2 separate regions of the Delphinus delphis genome follow, and region 1 is linked to region 2. Evidence: chromatin contacts called from public Hi-C data. All regions are on one chromosome and are shown on one strand. The core of a region is the stretch at or near the end of the contact, and the rest is flanking DNA. Distances in the headings are between cores, read along the strand shown. Region 1 holds the start of LMNB1 (lamin B1). Region 2 holds the start of MARCHF3 (membrane associated ring-CH-type finger 3).

Evidence for each region. Hi-C and Micro-C count contacts between places; a contact is called where the count stands out from the background.
Region 1: a Hi-C map of muscle shows a contact between it and region 2, with 5 times the contacts expected there. The contact joins the promoter of LMNB1 here to the promoter of MARCHF3 in region 2. A contact is called at or near these places in 2 of 3 Hi-C or Micro-C datasets (lung and muscle).

What each region holds. Positions count from the first base shown.
Region 1 is chr3:68,721,748-68,726,747 of mDelDel1.2, reverse strand. It overlaps LMNB1 (lamin B1), which reads left to right and starts at 2,615. Exons shown (of 12, transcript XM_060008927.1): 1 at 2,615-2,698; 2 at 2,803-3,306. The coding sequence starts at 2,948.
Region 2 is chr3:68,483,564-68,488,761 of mDelDel1.2, reverse strand. MARCHF3 (membrane associated ring-CH-type finger 3) reads right to left here and starts at 1,925. Exons shown (of 5, transcript XM_060006963.1): 1 at 1,742-1,925.

The sequences.
Region 1 (5,000 bases), core at 1,366-3,865, 240 kb before region 2:
TCCATCTTTTTTCATTGCTTTTGGTAGGAGACACAGGATTACTATGAGTAAGGATTACTATTTAGCCTTCCCATATTATGTCTAAACCCTACACCTATTACTTTAATTATTGCAAACCCCTGCAAGGTAGGAATCATCCCCATTTCCTATGAGGAAACTGAGGAGTAACTTCCATAAAGTTACATTGCTATCAACAGCAAATCCCCAACCGTCTGACTCCAGTGTATTTGTTGTTTCAGCTAATAGGATATAATCTGAGTTTCCTAAAACAATGAGATTGAGGGATTCTCAAGCTTTCAAGGGAAAGCTTAGTGGGGTTGAGAGCAGTAGAAATCATGCCTGAAATCATTTCACATACAGTCTTCAAAAATGGAGAGAAAATAATTTTCAAATATTTCCAAATATATTTTTTTAACGTCTGAGGTAAAAGGAGGGTATGGAGTGAAAGCCAAGCTGTCAGTGTAGTGGAAAGGGCCTCAAGAAGACTGGAATTACATTGCAATCCGGATTCTGCCACCTTGGACACAGCACTCACCTTCTTTAGGCCTCATTTCTTTATAAGTAATTTAGATTTTCAAGGTCCTTTTAAGTTATTAAAACTTTACTTGAATACTTATAAACTCCTAACACCAACTTCATAAAAGAACCTTTTCAACTTTTTTTTTTTTGCGGAACGCGGGCCTCCCACTGTTGCGGCCTCTCCCGTTGCGGAGCACAGGCTCCGGACGCGCAGGCTCAGCGGCCATGGCTCACGGGCCCAGCCGCTCCGCGGCATGTGGGATCTTCCCGGACCGGGGCACGAACCCGTGTCCCCCGCATCGGCAGGCGGACTCTCACCACTGAGTCACCAGGGAAGCCCCCTTTTCAACTTTTTAATTGTCAAGGGCGTTAAGGAAGGAGGTATTTTAGATAACAAACAGGGTAGGAAATAGAACCGTTAACAAGAAGAGTATCATCACTAATAGAGAGCCCGGAAATTCAAGGAGGATGATATTCAACCGCTGCCCTTCACTAATTATGTGCATGATTAATATTTAAAGAACATTCTAGGGCTTCCCTGGTGGCGCAGGGGTTCAGAGTCCGCCTGCCGATGCAGGGGACGCGGGCTCGTGCCCTGGTCCGGGAAGATCCCACATGCTGCGGAGCAGCAGGGCCCGTGAGCCATGGCCACTGAGCCTGCGCATCCGGAGCCTGTGCTCCGCAACGGGAGAGGCCGCAACAGTGAGAGGCCCGCGTACCGGAAAAGAAAGAAAGAAAGAAAGAAAACATTCTAGTCTTCATTTCTGCCATTATTAAGGTAACTAACCTGTAATTACTCTACCGATGCGTCCCTAAAGGGTTGAGTTGGCCTTCCAGTTTATAGTTGAGGGCGAGGCTCTGGAGGCGATTGAAACCGCCTGGGTTCAAAGGCAGTCTTGTCGCCTGCCGGGCGGCTGTAAGGAAATTCATCTATTACGTGGATACATTTTCAAATGGAAGGAATCTGGTTCCCAGAATGTGTGGATGGATAATCCACGAAAAGCCCAGGGCAGGGCACATAGTAAACTTCAATAAATGTTAAGTCTAAAAGTTTAAAAGTTTTCAAAGGGATTGATGGACATTCTATTAGAACTGTGGTCAATTACATTTCAGGGGAATCCCTTTTCAAAGCAAAAAGCATTTCTACTTAAGTTTTCACAAGTTTCGATTTTGATACATGGGATTTTAGTGAAGCATGACCATGAAGAGCTTGTGCTATTTACTTAGTAACATGTTAATCATATCACTTGTGAGGTGGTTTTGATTTTATAAAGCCCTAAATTGTTAAGAAATACAAGGATCGGGGACCGCCCATCAGCACTGGCTTTTCTGTGGTCTTTATCCATCTGCTTCAAGACACGCGTGCGTCAATTTGATGGGAGGAGGTGTTTTGCTACACCGTTTTCCACCTGAGAGAAAAATAAAGGTTTGCACTTGGAACCCGCACGCAGTTGGTCTTGAACCTCGGACACCAGCGCTCATTACATAACTCCACAGCGGCCGGGCCTCCAGGCCGTTTTCCGAACCCTCACCGCGGGGCGGGTATAAGGTTACAACGCCCGCGGTCGTCCCGGGCTCTACGAGTTGTGCGTGTGTCAGTTAGAGACGTTTACATTTGAATTTCCCTGAACCGCCGGGTGTGGGCGGCGGCACGGACCCGCCCCGGAAGCCTCTGGGCCCCTTCCCGCCATCCGCCGACCCGACCCGATAAGCGGTCCCCGCGCGCTGGTGGGAAAGCACGGCCGGCGCGGAGCCCAAAGCCGCCGCTCGAGCAGTCCCCGGCACCCCTCCCCACAGCCCTCAGTCCTTCCGCCCCCAGCCACGCCCAGCCGGGCGCTCCGAGCCGACGGTTGCCTGATGGCCAGATTTTGAATTTACAGGCCCGGCCCCCGAGTTGCCGGCCCCCCATTGGCCAGCGACGGTCACGTGGATACGCCGGAGCGCGCCGGCCATCTTGGGGAGCGCGGCGCCGCGGCCCGCGCCACCTCCGCCCCCAGCGGCTCGCAGCCAGCCCGCCCCTCCGCCCTCCTCACCCCGCCCGCGGCTCAGCGCCGCCTGAGAGGAAACAAAGTGCTGCGGGCGGGAGACTCGGCGGCGGCGGCGGCGGCGGCGCGCGGACTCTGCTCGGCTCTCCCGGCCACCCTCACCCTGTATTTCCTGAGCGTGTGTGCGCGCGTGTGTGAGTGTGTGCATGTTTTCTTACAAAGGACGTTTTACGTTTAATTGATTCGTAGTCCTCCCCCTTTGCCCTTTGTGCTTGTAACCCCTCTCCCGCCATCCCAGGTGCTTCGTCCTTCCCCCCGACGTCTGCCTCTCCGCGAGCGCGGATCGTCGGTTCGTGCCTTCCCTCACGCTTCTCCGCCTGACGCCCCCTCCGTGTTCCGGCGCTGCCCGCGGCCTCAGCGCTCAGCTCTCCTCGCCGATCGCCATGGCGACAGCGACCCCAGTGCAGCAGCGGACGGGCAGCCGCGCCGGCGGCCCCGCCACGCCACTGAGCCCCACGCGGCTGTCGCGGCTGCAAGAGAAGGAGGAGCTGCGCGAGCTCAACGACCGGCTGGCCGTGTACATCGACAAGGTGCGCAGCCTGGAGACGGAGAACAGCGCGCTGCAGCTGCAGGTGACGGAGCGTGAGGAGGTGCGCGGCCGCGAGCTCACCGGCCTCAAGGCACTCTACGAGACCGAGCTGGCCGACGCGCGACGCGCGCTCGACGACACGGCCCGCGAGCGCGCCAAGCTGCAGATCGAGCTGGGCAAGTTCAAGGCCGAGCACGACCAGCTGCTCCTCAAGTGAGTGCCGGGGGCGCAGCTCGGGCGGGAGGGCGAGGGCCGGGGTGCTCACGTCCTTCGGAAGGGGCAGGGTCTCGGTCTCTAAGAAGGAGAAAGAATCTAGTGTTTTTCAGCGGGGGCGGGGGTCGCGCGGGGGTCTCAAGCTGTAGTGATGGTGGGACCGGGATGCACATTTCCCGATCCTGGATACCCAGTGGGACTCGGCGAAGTGCGCGCCTGGGGCCGCCAGCGACAGGCGACCGGCTTCGGGCCTCGGACCCCGGGATCCAGAAGGCTTTAAACGCGCGGAGATCTGGCGGGCGCCAGGTGCGGGGAGGTGGCGTCTGGGCGCGCGCTCGAATGCGCGCCCCGGTTTCCGGCCAGGCCCGAGACAAAGCATCTGGTGGGTTTGCGGTGCAGGAATGGCCGGCCGGGGAGGACCTGCTGCCCGCCTGGAGAATGAATGAGCTCTGCGCGGGCGGAGAGAGGAAGGGGAGGGACCTGCCTCCGGCGTCCCGGTCTCCCGGGGGTGGGTCCCGCTTTGGCGCGCTCAGTCTTGGCCCTGTGACATTTTGCGATCTTTCTGCGCCTGCCTTGGGCGAAGAGGGAGGGGCGGAGTCTGAACTGCGCGCCACTGTCGGCTCTGGGCAAGTTGGGTGTTCAAGCTGGTTAGCTTTCTCTGGGGAAAGGTGTCCTTTCTTTATGCCGAGACAGGCCGCGGTCTTTGGGTGTTTCTCTGCACCGGACTCCGCAAGCTGGGTTTTTTCACGTCTTGGCCACCGTTCTCGGATGGACGAACCGCCTGCCCTCCCGCAGCAGTCCTCTCCCCTAGCTTTTGTATCGCCCAGACATAGTCATTTGCTTTTTCGGGTGTAGGGGAGACCCAGCTCAGTCCCCGCATCTGTCCTTACGTTGACAGGCCAGGGCAGGTGAAAGGGTGTTGTGTAAACGTGGAGAGTTGTGGCGAGGGAGAGCTTGTAATTTTTTCACATAAGAGGGTCTGAATTTTTCAGTTCAGGGCACACGGGTAAACGAGCAAGCCTTTGCCGATCCTACCTTGCCTTTCTGATGAGCAAAATGGCATAGTTATCCTCAGTAGGCAGCTAGTGTTGATGTCACGCTTTAGAATATTGCTCGGTTTGCCTCCAGAATTCCGGTGGTCTTCATCCCCTCTTGCCAGTTGAAATCTCTGGAGATACCTGATTCTGACTTTGACTTTGTGTTCCCCTGAATGTCTCTCTGTCTCCGTGTAAATGTTCCTGTCTCAGTCTCTGTGATTTTCAGTATGTGAATCTCAACTTCCCCATCTTGTTAAATACTTGAAAAACGGTTCATAAAGAATATGTGCACTTGGTAAAAAAAAAAAAAATTGTATAGACAGGCTTATAGTGAAAAACGATGTCTCTTGCCTCCTTCCAGGAGGCAATCACATTTAGCCTTTTTTGTTTTTATTTCTTTGAGTATTTAGTTCCACAAAATAAAAATAATAATAAGCTTATGTTTCTGTTTCCTGGATTTTCTAATCTTTGGAGTCGTCTTTTGAAATGGGTCAGTTCACTCACTACTGTCTCCATCTTCCTCCAAACTTTTCATTACTGAATTTCTTCATATCTTGGATGCCATTGCTTATATGATTCACCATTATCACATGTACCACTAAGAAGAAAAACTTAAGGGCCAACTATGCAGGATCCGTCCTGTTGGACCCACCCTGT
Region 2 (5,198 bases), core at 676-3,175:
AAAAGGAAACAGTTTCTGATATACAATGCTACTGCAAAGCAGTAAACCAGTGTTGCATGGTTATGTGACAAGCACCACATTTCTTTTCCAGAGGGATTTTTTTTTTCTCTTATATACTCCTCCTTCCCAAACCATGCCTATTAATTACTTCATAAAATACAGTTTGCCATTTCTGAAGAATCAAACACTCGTTTTCTCCCTCACCAAAAATCACACGTTCAGACTGAATTCTGAATGAAAATGGACTTGAGAGGCAGGCTTTGTTTATAGCATGTTGTTTCTACTAAGGGTTGCCCCCTACCCACGTTCCACCCTAGTGCTCCCACTGAAGTGTACATGTTATGTTTTAACAGATGGGCCGGCTGGCGGCTGCTGGGCTATAAAACAGGAACTGGGAATCTGCTTGGAGTGGTATTGAACTGAATGCTCGTAAAGTTCACGGACATACACTGACCCAGACAGACTAGGAAGATCCAAACATGCTTATACACACACTCATCATACACCCCACAGATCAGAGGGTCCATCTCCTTACCCAGAGGAAGTTCAAGGCTGTTTCCCCCTCCATATCTCTATTTCATTCGCTTATCAATTTTATACACACACATATAAGTACACACATATGTAGGCACATCTACATATGCATGCATAGCTATATATCTCAATGTTTTTATACATCCTCAAAGATCAAAATATTCCCCAATTCTGTTGCCAAGTCTCTACCTAGTACTTTCAATAAGCTCTCATTCACATCAAATAAGAATTACAAGAAAATATTGCATTCAATTCTATTTAGTCCACACATAATATAAACTACATGTATGTAACTGCCCTAAAAAAAACAGCTCCTTTTACTCCTTACCAATGAGAGAGAGAGAAAAAAATTTATCCCAGACTGAGTCACAAACATAAAGTGTCAGGTTTAACCTTGTATCCTCTGCTGTCAGTTCCTGTCACAACTTCATCACTTAAACACACAGGTGCTCAAACAAACACCAACCGACCAGCCTGGTGGTCGTTTTCACGGCCTCTTCTTGGATTCCCTGAGGCCTCCCTGCACTGGGACAGTCACCAGTTACCCCCGGTCCTAACGAAGTCCTTTGGACACACCTTGCAGGTGGATATGGAGGTCTGAGCACCTCATGAGGGATGCGGATTCAAGTGCTAATAAAAAGTAATTACAAAGTTTAATATCCGCGCTGTCAATTCCTTTCAATAATTGCAAAGCTCTGAAGCCCCTGCTACGGAACCCGACTGGTCCTAAAGTTCTCTGACCCCTAAAGATGCACCCGGAGCCCGATGATCTCTGGCTCGGGCTACGCATCAGACATACACAGGACTATCTCGTCTCACCGACGCCGGCGCGTGTTAATTTTTCAGGAACCCGTCTTCAACCATCTAGGAATTGCTGTCTGCACGCCACTGGACTCGAAGGCCGCCCCTAGCGCGCGTGTCGCCGCTCTAGAGGGCCAGGGGACGCGTCCCCGGACCCCACCTAATGATGGCAATTACAACATGCCAAGTTCTTGCGAACGCAGAGCCGCGTCCCGGGCTGAGTTGGGACGCTTTGAAACAAGAAGTTCGGGAGTGGGGGTGCTGGCAAGGAGTGAATCCCGTCAGCCCTGACCTCCCCATAGCCGACACGCTCGGACGGACAGATCGATGCGCGCCAGGACGCGTCCAGTCCCCCATTTGCCGAACAGCGCGAGAGGAGCCGCTCCCCTTGCGCGCGGCGACTCACCCTCGTCGACGAGTCCAGATGGCAAACCGACGCCCCTGCTGCGGGTCCTGAATCCCAAGTTGCACCGAACCGGCGACAGCTCTCGCCCTAGCCCACCGGGGCACATTGGCTGCGGCAGGCACCTCGGAGGGAGCAGAAACCTGGCGGCCGCCCCGGCTCAACAGCTGCCTGGAGCGCGCTTACAATTCACGGACCTGCTCAGCGAATGAGACGGACAGCAGGGCTGAAGCAACTGGGCTCCGAAGGGAGGCGGGGCCGGGGGCATGAGGGGCGGGGTCAGGTAGGGGCCCGCCCCGATGGGCGGGGCGCTCTTCAACGCGTGCCTGGCGGATCCCACAGCCAATCAGGATGGCGCCCGGGCCTGGGGCGGCCGTGGGCGGTGCCGAGCTCCCGGCTCCGCCCCGCCGCCGCCGTCCAATCGCCGGCAGCCGAGGGCTGGCAGAGAGACGCGCCCATGGCTGGGAAGTTGGCTGAGGTGAGGAACCGGGGCTCTGGGCTGGCGCTGTGGGGGCGGCTGCGGCGGGACCCCGACGCCTCGGAAGGGAAGTGGCGGCCCCGGAGGGCCCATGTGGGTCTGGGGCGGCCCGGAGCCGCCGCATGTCGGCGCGCTGTGGTGCAAGAAGCCCAAGCACTGCGCGGGCCAAGACTGGGTCGACACCGCCCACCCCTGGCGCCCTCAGATGGCGCGGAACTTGGCTCTAAACGAGGCCCAGCAGTCGGAGGAAACTGAGACCCAAAGAGGGTGGGTCCCGGGCCGGATCACCCAGCCGCCAGTGGAGGCCAGGGCCCGGAACTGGGAGCTGCGGGCTCCCTGAAAAGGCTCTGATTGCGGTCTGGTGGTTATCTCCGAAACAAAACTCCAGTTCCGCCCGCAACCCCGGAAGGTTCGCGACACATCCCTCCTCACCCCTGCCCTTCACACCACCGGCAGCGGAGACTTACCAGACGCCTAGGCTCCCTTCCCGACTCAAGGCGCCCGGGCACTTGCGCAGAGCCCGGGGGCGAAAGGGAGGCACAGGCGCTGGACGGTCGGGCTGCCCGGCGGGATGGCATCCCCAGCGGTGACTCCCCCTGCCGCTGTCCCTGGGGCCTGCCGGACGGACCAGGACCGTCTTCGCGGACTGGAACACCGCAGAGCCAGCCCCGGCCGTCGCACTCTGCACGCCCTCGCACCCTCCACTTCGGCAGCCCCTGGGCCTGGCTTAGAGACCCCCGTAGTGGCGGGCCTGGGGGCAGCCTGAGCTCGCTGGGTCAGTCGTGGCTGAGTGGCCCCGAAGGAAGGCTTTGGGGGCTCTGTCCTTCCTGGCCGTTCCGGTCGCTGCTGCTCGTTTTGTCGGCGGATCAGCTCTTCAGCCGGGGTTTAAGCCCTTACCTTGGCTGCAGCACACATACATAGGGAGCTGGGGGTATCAAGAGTCAAAGAGCGGAGCTGGGTGTTGCTTTCCAGACTGAGGCCTAGAATGTTAGCAAGCCCTCGACTGTAGACTGGGCGTGGGAGCGGTCTCTGTGTGCCTAGAACTGCACCTGCCACGGGTAGACACCCAACCCATGTTAGTAAAATGAAGATGTGCATGGCAGGCGAGGGGTCAAGCCTGGTGCCCTGACACCACTGACCATTGTCTGCCTCAGATCCCAGAAATCCTAAAGGTTTTAGTCTCTCAGTATGGGTAACTATTCAGACTATCATATACGAGGGAGTATGGACCTCCACAGGTGTTATTTTAGTGGCTGCCTGGCCCCCATAAGGACCTGCGTCATAGGTAGCCCACCTCTCATGAGCAGGTTCTGATGAGGGTCATTGGCAGAAGGAAGGCAAAAGTCCCATGGCTGAAAAGTAGTGAAATGGCCCCTCTAGCAGGGAAGCCTGGATCTCTGAGGTGAGCTCTGGCTTGGAGTCAGTTTCAAATTGTGTCACCTCAGCTCCCTGTCTCAATGGGGAAAAGCAGACAGTCAGGTGGGCAAGAAAATCAGGGTCTGGACAGTCCTTATTAGACCCTGAAAGATTGATTAGTCATGCAGAAATTGTGCATATTTAAACCTTTCCTCATCTAATGAACCAAAGGACTGGTACAGGCAAGGAAGACCATTCCATCTAATTCCAACAGTTGCTTAGCATGCCGTGGAGTGGCCTGGGAGAATGGCCTTTGCCCACAAGGAATTAGATGTAGACCACATGAATGGAATATATACTAAGTCTCTCTATGCTGAAGACGGGATGGGGGATAGAGGAAAAATGTATTTCCTTGGATTTTTTTTCCCACTTCTGGATATGACTGGAGAAGGAGTTTGCCAACAGTGTTTACCATATTAACACCCTGTGAAGGTTTTTCACAGATGCTAATGATTATTTTAAAAATCACCTTGGTAATAGGAGTCAAACATTGGCTGTTGACTGTACTTGATGTAGTATTTATGTTAAATGATGTAAAAAGGAAATAGGGGACTTCCCTGGTGGCTCAGTGGTTAAGAATCCGCCTGCCAATGCAGGAGACACGGGTTCAAGCCCTGGTCCAGGAAGATCCCACATGCCACGGAGCAACTAAACCCATGCGCCACAACTACTGAGCCTGCACTCTAGAGCCTGCGAGCCACAACTACTGAGCCCATGTGCCTAGAGGCCATGCTCCGCAACAAGAGAAGCCACCGCAATGAGAAGCCCGCGCACCGCAACGAAGAGTAGCCCCCACTCGCCGCAACTACAGAAAGCCCGCACGTAGCAACAAAGACCCAACACAGCCAAAAATAAATAAATTAATTAATTAAAAAAAAAAAGGAAATAGGAAGTTTCTTTTTAGGAAATAAGTTACAACTAAGCAAGTGACTTCCATGTCCCAATTTCCAAGATTTTCTGTTTGTTTCATACAGACATTACTGTCATGGGTTCCTGGACAAGCAACTGGTCTCATTTTCCCTTATAGAATGGATGGCATTGGAAGACTGTAGATTACAATTCATATTTCCACACCATGTTCTGTTGTAATTGTATTTGACAGGAGCTTATCACTCAGGCACAGACTTACTCCATTTGTTGCCAGTCCCCCTAATGATCTCTTGAGTTTGGGCCATCCCCATATTCTATATTCTACAAGGGAAAATTAGACCTGTTACTTGTACAAGGACTCACTATGGTCCTATCTGTATTAGACAAACAAAAAAACATGGAAATCTGGACCTGGAAATCACTTGTTTAGTTTCACCAAAAGAAATGTTCTTTCCCTCAAAGGAATGAGGAAGTTTATGGTATGGCTTGGGAATGAGAAGATTGAGGTGGGACCATGGAAGCAAGGCTGGTCCCTTTGTGGATGGTGAGCAAATTTGCCTTCAGGCACTGTCATCCACCTCTCACACTGAAAGAATATTTTGGGACCTTCTAAATTTCAATAGGGTGTGACTGATAGGAGCTGTGGGTTCTAATCTGAGTGGCTGCTGTGGTGAGCGCTCCTGGCAGCCACTTAAC